Linked DNA regions of Zea mays: region 2 is linked to region 1. Evidence: chromatin contacts called from public Hi-C data. All regions are on one chromosome and are shown on one strand. Each heading gives the region's core, a stretch centred on a gene start, on an enhancer-like site or on the middle of the called end of the contact. The rest is flanking DNA. Distances are from core to core; before and after follow the strand shown. Region 1 holds the start of LOC103632950 (NAC domain-containing protein 92). Region 2 holds the start of LOC100273480 (30S ribosomal protein S16-like).

The links. A called contact is a pair of places that touch in the nucleus more often than the background predicts.
Region 2: a contact with region 1 is called in a Hi-C map of ear, with 2.6 times the contacts expected there. The contact joins the promoter of LOC100273480 here to the promoter of LOC103632950 in region 1. A contact is called at or near these places in 2 of 25 Hi-C or Micro-C datasets (ear and tassel).

The regions. Positions count from the first base shown.
Region 1 is chr7:140,100,466-140,105,587 of Zm-B73-REFERENCE-NAM-5.0, reverse strand. It overlaps LOC103632950 (NAC domain-containing protein 92), which reads left to right and starts at 2,102. Exons shown (of 3, transcript XM_008654658.4): 1 at 2,102-2,742; 2 at 4,958-5,122. The coding sequence starts at 2,538.
Region 2 is chr7:140,282,872-140,287,993 of Zm-B73-REFERENCE-NAM-5.0, reverse strand. It overlaps LOC100273480 (30S ribosomal protein S16-like), which reads right to left and starts at 1,961. Exons shown (of 3, transcript NM_001147917.1): 1 at 1,724-1,961; 2 at 1,503-1,548. The coding sequence starts at 1,856. It overlaps LOC109940781 (a long non-coding RNA gene), which reads right to left and starts at 1,496. Exons shown (of 2, transcript XR_002263482.2): 1 at 1,278-1,496.

The sequences.
Region 1 (5,122 bases), core at 853-3,352:
GGTAAAAGGACATGAAAGATGCTGCTCATCAAAGATGTTATTGAGTTGATGTGAAATTTAATCCTTCTGTTGCAGCAGTTCCTATACAGGTAGCTAGTAGTAGATATTCAAAACAAAAACCAGTATAAGCTCCTCCTAAGAGGCCATTATATCTAGTGTATACATATATGGATTATATTTGTAATAATCTAACTTATTTCGATTTAATTTAACAAACTAACTTATTGCATGCCGAAGAAAATTAAACTAACACCACGAAGCAGTAACAGAAGATAACTAACTACTAGACTGCTGAACACTTTACCAGTAGTAACAGAAGGACAGTAGTGTAAGTAGTTGCATTTTTTTAATAGCAAAAAAGCAATGATACAGAAGAAGCGTTTTCAGCAATTGCCCTAAGCCATCAATTGTAGTAGTGTATGTCTCTGGACAACATAACAGGCAGCAAAAAATATCCCTACCCTGTGAAGCAACACTTAGATCAAAGTTCTTCTCCACACTAAGCTATTCAGCGTTTCACCACTACAGTAAAACCACAAAATTCCAACGGTCGTATTATGTCCGACGGCCCCCTAAGCAACCGTCGGACATAACAACCATCGGACATAAGGTTATGTCCGACGGCCAACAGCGGCCGTCGAAAATAACAGAAAACAGCCGACGGCTGTCAGACTGGCTGTCGGACATAACCTTATGTCCGACGGTTGTACCCACTGGCCGTCGGACATAAGCTTATGTCCGACGGCCTCCTAGGTGCCGTCGGAAATAAAGAGTTTTAACCGTCCCCGCCCGAGCGCGCATCGTTTCATTCTAACGCGCGCATATGCAGCCAAGCCGCCGCCGCCGCCGTCGCCGTGACGCCGTCGCCGTGCCGCCGCCGCCGCCCAAGCATAGCCCGTGCCCGACGACCTCCCCTCCTGCCCCGACGCGCAGTCCGAGCACGACACCACCGAAGCCACCCCGACGAAGCCCGACGCCACCGGAGCCGCCCTGACGCAGCCCGCGGCCGCCGGAGCCTCTGCCCCCGTCCCCAACGCCACCGGCGCCCGCCCCGACCCCGCCGGAGCTCGCTTCACCGGTTCATCGTCCGGCAAAGTGAGCAATTTTAAAAATTTTAGTATAATTTTGTGTATAAATATTCATTGTTTGCTAGTAGCAATGTTTAGTTTTGTTATGTCCGACGGCTTAATTTAATTATACAATTAAATTAGCTTGTTTTAATTTATTTATTAGTGGCTATATAATTTAAACTTTTAATTTCCGAGGGTAATTATTAAGCCCTCGGAAATAAGGTTGTTTTATTTGATTTAGGGTCCCGTGAAATGATTTTTTGTAGTGCTATTGTATTAGTTTGGTTAATTAGTGGCTATTGTATTAGTGTGGTTAATTAGTAATCATAACTAATTAAGTTAACGAAACCTAGGCGTCATTGCCGTCGGAGATAAGGCATTGCCGTCGGAGATAACTTATTTCCGACGGTTTGAACCTTATGTCCGACGGTTTTGGCCGTCGGACGTTGTTCCGTTTACTGTAGTGCACCTCTGGCAAGCACGCGGTAAGTTTTGTGCTGCAAATATATTAAAACAAAAAAAAAATGAAATTTTGCAAAAGAAGTCATGCATGTATGACTAGCTAGCCTCTAGCCTTCATGACCCTCCTCATCAGCCATTGATGTTTATTTTTGAACTAGGCTAGTCTAGCCGTTGATGTTTATTTTTGAACACACGGCCGGCGAGCTGAGCTGTATATATAAATAGAATGCAACTGTTAGCTGTAAGCGTGCATTGAGATGCATATATGGGTACAGCTCAATCGATGCTATGAAACAGTACGTGTGTTTAACCAATCACTTATATATCTCATAGTCAAATTGACTAGCTAAGCAACAGATAAATGACGTGGCGTACTGCACACTACTGGCGAGTACGTACGGTCGGTCATATCCCTGGGCACAGACACTGTTGCGATGAAGATGACCCGGCGAGTTGAAAGATACAGCGGCTAGCGCGTGGAACAAGACGCGCGCGACATGCGACGACGCACACACCCGGCTGCCAGCAGCTTCTAGCTCACGAGACCCCCCTGGCCCCTAGCTAGTAGGTAAAAGCTTCTCCGAGGCGTCTCTCTCGCCAAGCCCTCATGGCCCGCCCCCCTATATCTCTGCCCGCGCGCTTGCGTGAAAACTGAAAAGAACACCGTACCGCCCCCAAGTGCTTCAGAGAGGCCGGCCGGCCGGCAAAGAAGTTAATTTAGCTGAGCGAGCTCTCGACCTCTCGTGCCGTGTGTGCAGTGTGTTCTTCTTCCTCCTCCTGTCGTCGCCTAGAGCTAGCTCTTTATCAAATTAAACACTTTTTGTCAAATCAGTTCGTTCTGGAATCCGTTATAGTTGCCTGCTGCCGTCCTCTTCAAGTAGTGCAACAAGAAACAGGGAGCTTTCTTTATCTTTTCTAGCAGTTGGATAGGGTTAGGGTTTTCCGTTCTGGCCTTATAGATCATCGGTCCCGATTGATCTGGGTAAGTGATCGAGTAGTAGTAGTATGGAAGCGTCAGTAGGAGCAGCTGGTGGTGGAGGGGGGAAGTCGAAGAAGGAGGAGGAGAGCCTGCCGCCGGGCTTCAGGTTCCACCCGACGGACGAGGAGCTCATCACGTACTACCTGCGGCAGAAGATCGCCGACGCCAGCTTCACGGCGAGGGCCATCGCCGAGGTCGACCTCAACAAGTGCGAGCCATGGGATCTCCCGGGTAAGGATCGGAGGAAACCAACTGTATATATATGTACACGCACATGCATGCATACAGCATACTCAGTTCGTCAGTTATTCACGATCAAATCTCAATTAATAAACTCCACCAATGATTCATCGCCAATTTTTATAACGGGGGGCAAGACCTTTGACTTAAATTATATTACAAGAGGTAAAAAGAGAAATTAGAGGAACCACAATTCATCATCAAATTAAAAGCTATGGTTTTTTTCTTAACAATAACATCCGCGTTTTATCCACTTCAAAAAAAAAACATCCGCGTTTTACCAATCTACTACAAGTAAAAAAAAAATCTTTTCTCTTTCTAATTTAAGGTCGCTTACCTTTTTAGGGATAGCAGGAAGAACTACATGCACATACGCGTAAATCCATGCATCTAATAGTATCATCATGTTATTGTTTTCTAGCTTGTGTTATCCAGCTATCCACTAATCCAATGTACGTGTAGATGTGGGCATCGTTAATTTCCATGCGTCTGCCTTACTCGTGGGAGGAATTTTCTAATTATCATGCTTTTGGTGCAAGTTTTTCAAAAGTTAGAATAAAAAGGCTCAAACCACCACTGCACCTCTCGTTAAATTATAATGAATGGGTCTCAAAGTTTTCTTTATTCCGCCTTAAGTTTTATGTTCTTGCTGTCTAATCGGTCATCCTTATATTAGTTTATTTCGGCTTGCTATTTCTATAATATAAGTTAACTGTATATGTTGTCATCTTTATCTCTATCTTGGGGTCTTCTCTTATCTTCTGCCTTTATTTTGGCGTGTGTATTATGCATATGACCGTCCTCTCTTCTAAAAGAAGTGCCTGGAGATTTCAAGCTCTCATGGAGTCACGGTCTTAATTAGTTGTTTGTTCTCAAAGGCACAACTATTTTTTATCCTTGATTTTAGTTTTATTCTCAACATATCTAATTCGAAATTACCGGCCCCTCGTGAATGACTGCATGTGTCATTAATTCGGTTAGATTATGGTCAACAGATTGTGTATATGGTCTTGTCAAACACTAAGGACCTATTTGAAATCTTAGTATTTTTACGGTTTTAAAGGAATACTATGGTATTGGATAATACTATGGTATAGAAAGCCAAAATCTGTTTGCTTGTATCGAGTAAAACGCAGTTTCGAATACTATGGTTTACCTAAAACCGTAGTATTTTTACAATTTTGAAAACTCCACTTGGACTTTAGTTTTTAAAGGCTTAGCAGCCATAGCGCTGCCTGTGATGCGTATGTTGTACGTGAGAGGGCACATGGCCAAACAATTCTTAGTATTTTTGAAAAGTGTGGATTTAGGCCCTGTTTGGAATTGTAGTATTTTTGCAGTTTTGAAACAATACTATGGTATTTGATGATACTACAGTATTGGAGTTCAAAAGGTGTTTGGTTTGTACAGTCAAAACTCAGTTTTAAATACTGTGGTTTACCCAAAACTGTGGTATTTTTGGAGTTTTCGAAACTCCACTCAGGACCTCAGTTTTTTTCTCTTCTCTCTACATATACTTTGTTTTTCCAATAGAACCAAACAGATCTCGGTTTTGAGCAATACTGTAATTTTACTGTGGTAAAGCAATACCATATTATTTATGTCATGCACAATTGTAAACTATGGTATCTCAAAACTACAGTATTTTAAAACTGCATTCCCAAACAGACCCTTAGTGTGGTTTTGAAAACTGTAGTATTTTTTCCATGAACAAATGTAAACCATAGTATTTCAAAGTTGTAGTATCTAAAAACTCTGTTGCCAAACACGTCCTAATTTGCACTGTAAACTGCACTGATAGATGATGAATAAGTCAATGGAGATCGACTTATTAACGTATATATATGCTCCCCCCCTCGACAACAGATATAAAGTATATGGAAAAATATGGAAAAATTGTTTGTTTCATGTTCTTGATGGTCAAAGCCTTTTTAAATGGGTGGATTGCATACATGCAACTCAAGTGACAAGATTTTGTGTGAGTGGCTGAAGCATTGTTTTAGAGGGAGGGCTACTCTCTCTCTCACACACACAAAATATTACATATAGATAGAAAAAAATCTATGGGTATACTACCGTATGATAATATAATTCTCATGAGCCATCAATGTATATAACCGGTTAAAAGTTAGCTTTGAAAAAAGTTGCGTTCATTTATGCACACATAAAAAATGAAACTTGGATTTATTTGTTGAATTGTTGCCAGAGAAAGCGAAGCTGGGAGAAAAAGAGTGGTATTTCTTCAGCCTGAGGGACCGCAAGTACCCAACGGGTGTGCGAACAAACCGTGCCACTAACGCTGGTTACTGGAAGACAACGGGGAAAGATAAGGAAATCTTCACCGGTCAGCTACCAGCCACGCCAGAGCTAG
Region 2 (5,122 bases), core at 712-3,211, 180 kb before region 1:
TCACCAGCTCCATCGATGAGAGATTTGTGGACCAACATAAGGGTTGATCTCACAAAGATGCAAGCCACACTCCAGAAGGTTGAGCAAGGGCTGCTGCAAATCAAGGCAGCAGTGCAACATGAGCAACACCAGCTGGCGCTGTCCGCACGGCTCCGGACGTCGGCGGCTGTGGGCATACAAGTTGCTGCTCGTGGCTTCCTTGCACGACAGAAAGTGCGGGAGATGCGCCGGCAGATGCTCGAGGCAGCCTTGGTGACGGTTGACCTCGACACACGTCGGCGCGACCTCACCCTGTCGGACGGCCATCAGCAGTGGCACCAGGCCGCTATCTCGAAGTGCGAGCATGATACGTGTCCCGCGGGCGACGAACTTCAACTCTACGGCAGCGGCGGTAGGGAAGGCACTCACCTCGTCATCAACAAGGGCGCACTATTTAGCGCCACCACATTCCGCTACCGGCCGCCACTAGGGCGCCTCCACTGGTTATTGTTGCGACCTATTCCAGGTGCCTATCCATATGCTCCCCTTTCGTGCAGATGGCGTCCATGGGATCCAGGTGGCTGCACACGTGCGTGTACGCCTTATCTTATGGGGTAAAAAAATCAGATTCAGAATAATAAGATAAGCCGAGATGTAAAAGGCTTGTCTTCTAGGTGTTTGGTTTTGGGTCAAGTAAACTCGGTCTTTGAGCACCCGTTATGCGGCAGCTCGAGGGCGAGCTGCTTGTCCAGGAGGGGTGTAGTGTCAGGGCCTAAGGAGGTCCACGGAGGGGCTACGGTAGCAGCAGCCATGGGCCCTCAAGGGGGATTAGATAAGGATAGTTAGAGATAAGATTAGAAGATTAGTTGAGATTATTTAGGAGATTAGTTGAGATTATCTAGGAAGGTTATCAGTTAGTAGTTTGTTGAGAGTTTTTAGGAGATAATGATCTCTAGGTAGATAGGGGCAGCCAACCGGCCTATTTATGTAATCAATGGATGAGAAATAAAGCAGGCAAGAATTAGAAGGGACAAACCCTCCTCTTGCTCGACCGTGGGCACAGGCCCCCGGCCGGCGTTTCTGCCCATCGATATCCCTCTCCAATCCCTCACCGATCTATCGACCATAAAGGTTTAAGAGTATTTGGCTTACACATAGACTTCAGCTTCTATAATACAATTAATTTGTGCGATTTTTCTTAATTATCCTTAATGACTAGAGACAAGAATCGGTAGATCATGTAACTAATGACATGGTGGGTAATTTTTATGCAACTTTATGAGGTGTTTTCAAAGCACCTTTAGAGAAGTTTTAAAATTTTATGAGACTGGCTGCTAATTTCAGTTTTTTTGAACTAGAGCTGGACTGTTTGGATAGAAGAAACTGAAATGGACTTCAAATTCTTAAAGTGAGAGCGCTAATTTCAGTTTTTCTAAACTTAGAGCTCGTGAAGCTGGATCTGTTTGATAGAGAAGCTGAAATAGACTACAAATTTTTGAAGTGAACTCTCACGTGAAACTTACTTCACCCGGTCGAATTTCAGGCCCATCCTCTTGCCTCCATCCTTCCCTGCACACGACAACAAGGAAAAAAGATCCATCTTTCATCAGGTATTCAGTAACCAATAAAGCAGGCCAACAGCAGCAGCAGAAAATGGTTCTTGAGGCGGTAAATAAACGAATCAATCAATCTTAACGGGGAATAGAGGGGCTAGAGAGGAAGGAGGGCAGTAGCGTAACCCAACCTGGGAGCGGGTTATAGTAGCCGAGGACCTCGAGGTGCTTGCCGTCTCGAGGGGAGCGGCTATCGGCGGCCATCACCCGGTAGAAGGGCCGATTCCGGCACCCGAACCGCGCCAGACGGATCCGTACCACCATGGCTGTAGTTTCCTCGGTTTCCTTTCCTAGGCGGTGCCGGTGCCGGTGCCTCCGCCGCCGCCTTCTTTCCCACCTTCGGCAGCGGTGCTGTGGTGTGGGCGAAAGGGTTCAAGGGAGATGGGACGATGCCAACAGAATGGACTTCAATATGGCCTGGGCCCAGGCTTCCCAGTTACTTACGGTTGGGCCGGAAAGGAAGGTACCTATAGTTCCTATGCTAACTTTGGGCCCACTCAAACGTATTCCCAGTTTCTGCCCTTTTTCTAGTTTTGTGATTCTTTTGCATTGACAAAATTTCTGTATTACGAAATCAGGACTAAATTCTGGCCAGAGATTGGGCCATGTCGCCTCCATTTCTCAACCGTTCATGGTCAGCCCGTTCAACTGTAATGAACTAGTTTTTTATTTTTCCGGAGCCTTCTCAAATCCCGGTCCAGTCCATTATCCGCCCTGCCGCACAGGATAGAGGCCATGCGATGACGCGGCTGGTGGCACGGTGGTAAAAGTTGTTCGGTTCGAATTAAAGTTAGTTGATTGGAATGCTGCAGCTATAATCTGTATAGATAAAACACTATAGGAGTATTAAAGCCGGTATAAAGCCAAACGAGCAGACTGAAAGTTGCATATAGCTCAATAGGCGGCCACGGTGAGCGACAGAGCAGAGGCACTAGTCCTGGCTTAAGCAGCTTATCCATCATTATCTTTATATTCAAACTTCATTCTACAAAGAGTGTAATTTATAGTAATAAAACAATATTTTTGATTATTATATATGTGTCCTACTAAACACGGTCTAAAGTGTTGAAATTCGGGCCACTTATGTGTAACCCGATTCAATATGGTTGTGTTTGGTTGAATGTGTAAGGATAGATGGAGGAGCAGCCACATTTTCTATGATGTTTGAATGAGGATCACGCGGAAGCGAGGTGAACACCGGAACAATTTTCGGTGGCGGCGCGGTCCAAAAAATCGAGCGGACAGTGCCGCCCCCACCCCTCTCGCGGTCCCGAAAACTGGGATGGTCGCCCTCGCCTCTCTCGAGCAGTGACAGCTGACCACCATCCAAACAAAAACTAAGATGGTTCCATTTACGTTCATCCCTTCCACCAAACAAAAAAGTGGTGGCTGTTAGTTATGACACTGCCTAATCAGAGATGACTCTGCCTCATCCTACTTTGATCTTAAATCAAACACATCCTAAGAAAGCCAAGATGGTGTGTAGAGATGTCATAGGAGTTTAATCTCATATTACTTATCTAGTTAGGAGAGAACCAACTTATATGTGAATGTATTCACTAGTCTTTTATTTATGCATGATCGCGTCGTGACGTATTCTAAACAATACTTTAATTTTTTTTTGCCTTTTGTTTATTTGGTTTTCGAATACCACATCTAGATTGCCACGTCAACCGGGAGTAATGGACGCGCATGAGATCTCCAAGCGGTTGCACATATAGAGGTTTCAGGAGACGGTTCCTGGAATTTAGCAGATCGAATCTAGTCGAGGTTACCCTCTATTTAAGTAGACATCCGTTAGACGTGAGTGACATGCATACGCAAAACAGAACCGCTTCGTCTTCTCCATCTATATTCCTGCGCTGTCGCTTCTCTGCCCTGTCGTCCCTGCGTCTGTCATACGGCAGATCAAGAAAGAGCGGCGTCTCCGAACCGACGTCGACGATTTAATGACCTGCATGGGTGCCACTGAATCAGATTTCTAAGAAGTGTTTCGCGCACGTCCGCTTGTATTCCTCACCATCACTTGTGGAAAATATTGTAAGTAAAACTGTATTTTCAATTTATAGCGATTACAGTCGTATGGTTAAATCTATTGCCTTTTTTGAGTTAATCTTTTGAGTTAATCCAAATTTGTTCTGTTATAACGTTATGAATATTATTGTCGGGGACCATAATTAGGGGTACCCTCAAGACTCCTAAATCTCAGCTGGTAACCCCCATCAGCACAAAGCTGCAAAGGCCTGATGGGTGCGACTAAGTCAGGGATCGGTCCATTCGAGGGACGCGATCACGCCTCGCCCGAGCCTAGCCTCGGGCAAGGGCAGCCAACCCCGGAGGATCTACGTCTCGCCCGAGGACCCCCTCCAGCAACGGACACACCTTCGGCTCGCCCGAGGCCCAGTCTTCACCAATAAGCAACCTTGGCCAAATCGCCACGCCAACCGACCAAATCGCAGGGGCATTTAATGCAAAGGTGGCCTGACACCTTTATCCTGACGCGCGCCCTCCAGTTGACAGAGCCGAAGTGACCGTAGTCACTTCGCCGCTCCACTGACCGGCCTGACAAGAGGATAGCGCCGCCTGCGCCGCTCTGACTGTTGTGCCACTCGACAGAGTGAGGCTAACAGCAGCCAAGTCCGGCCCTAGGCGCCATGGGAAACTCCGCTTCGCTCGACCCCAGGGCTCGGACTCGGGCTCGGCCCCGGAAGACGACGAACTCCGCTTTGCCCGACCCCAGGGCTCGGACTCGGGCTCCGCCCCGGAAGACGACGAACTCCGCTTCGCCCGACCCCAGGGCTCGGACTCGGGCTCAGCCCCGGAAGACGACGAACTCCGCTTCGCCCGACCCCAGGGCTCGGACTCAGCCCTGGCATCAGCCGACGGTCTCCGCCTCGCCCGACCCAGGGGCTCGGATTCGACCTCGGCCTTGGAAGACAGACTCGACCTCGACCTCGGAGGAGCCTCCACCTCGCCCAACCCAGGGCACGGACCGACCACGTCAACAGGAGGCGCCATCATTACCCTGCCCCAAGCTGACTCAGGCTACGGGGAACAAGACCGGCGTCCCATCTGGCTCGCTCCACTATATGAGTAATGATGGCGCCCCGCACGCTCTATGACGACGGCGGCTCTCAGCCCCCTTTACGAAAGCAAGAGGACGTCAGCAAGGACTCGACAGCCCCGACAGCTGTCCTTCCGCCAGGCTCCGGCACTCCTCCGACGGCCACGACATCACACGAACCGGGTGCCAAAACCTCTCTGGCTGCCACGATGGCATGTACTTAGGGCGCTAGCTCTCCTCCGCTAGACACGTTAGCACACTGCTACACCCCCATTGTACACCTGGATCCTTTCCTTACGTCTATAAAAGGAAGATCCAGGGCCCTCTTACGAGGGTGGGCCGCACGGGGAAGGACGGGACGACACTCGCGTGAGGCCGCTCGCTCCCTCCCGCATGGACGCTTGTAACCCCCTACTGCAAGCGCACCCGACCTGGGCGCGGGACAAACACGAAGGCCGCGGGATTT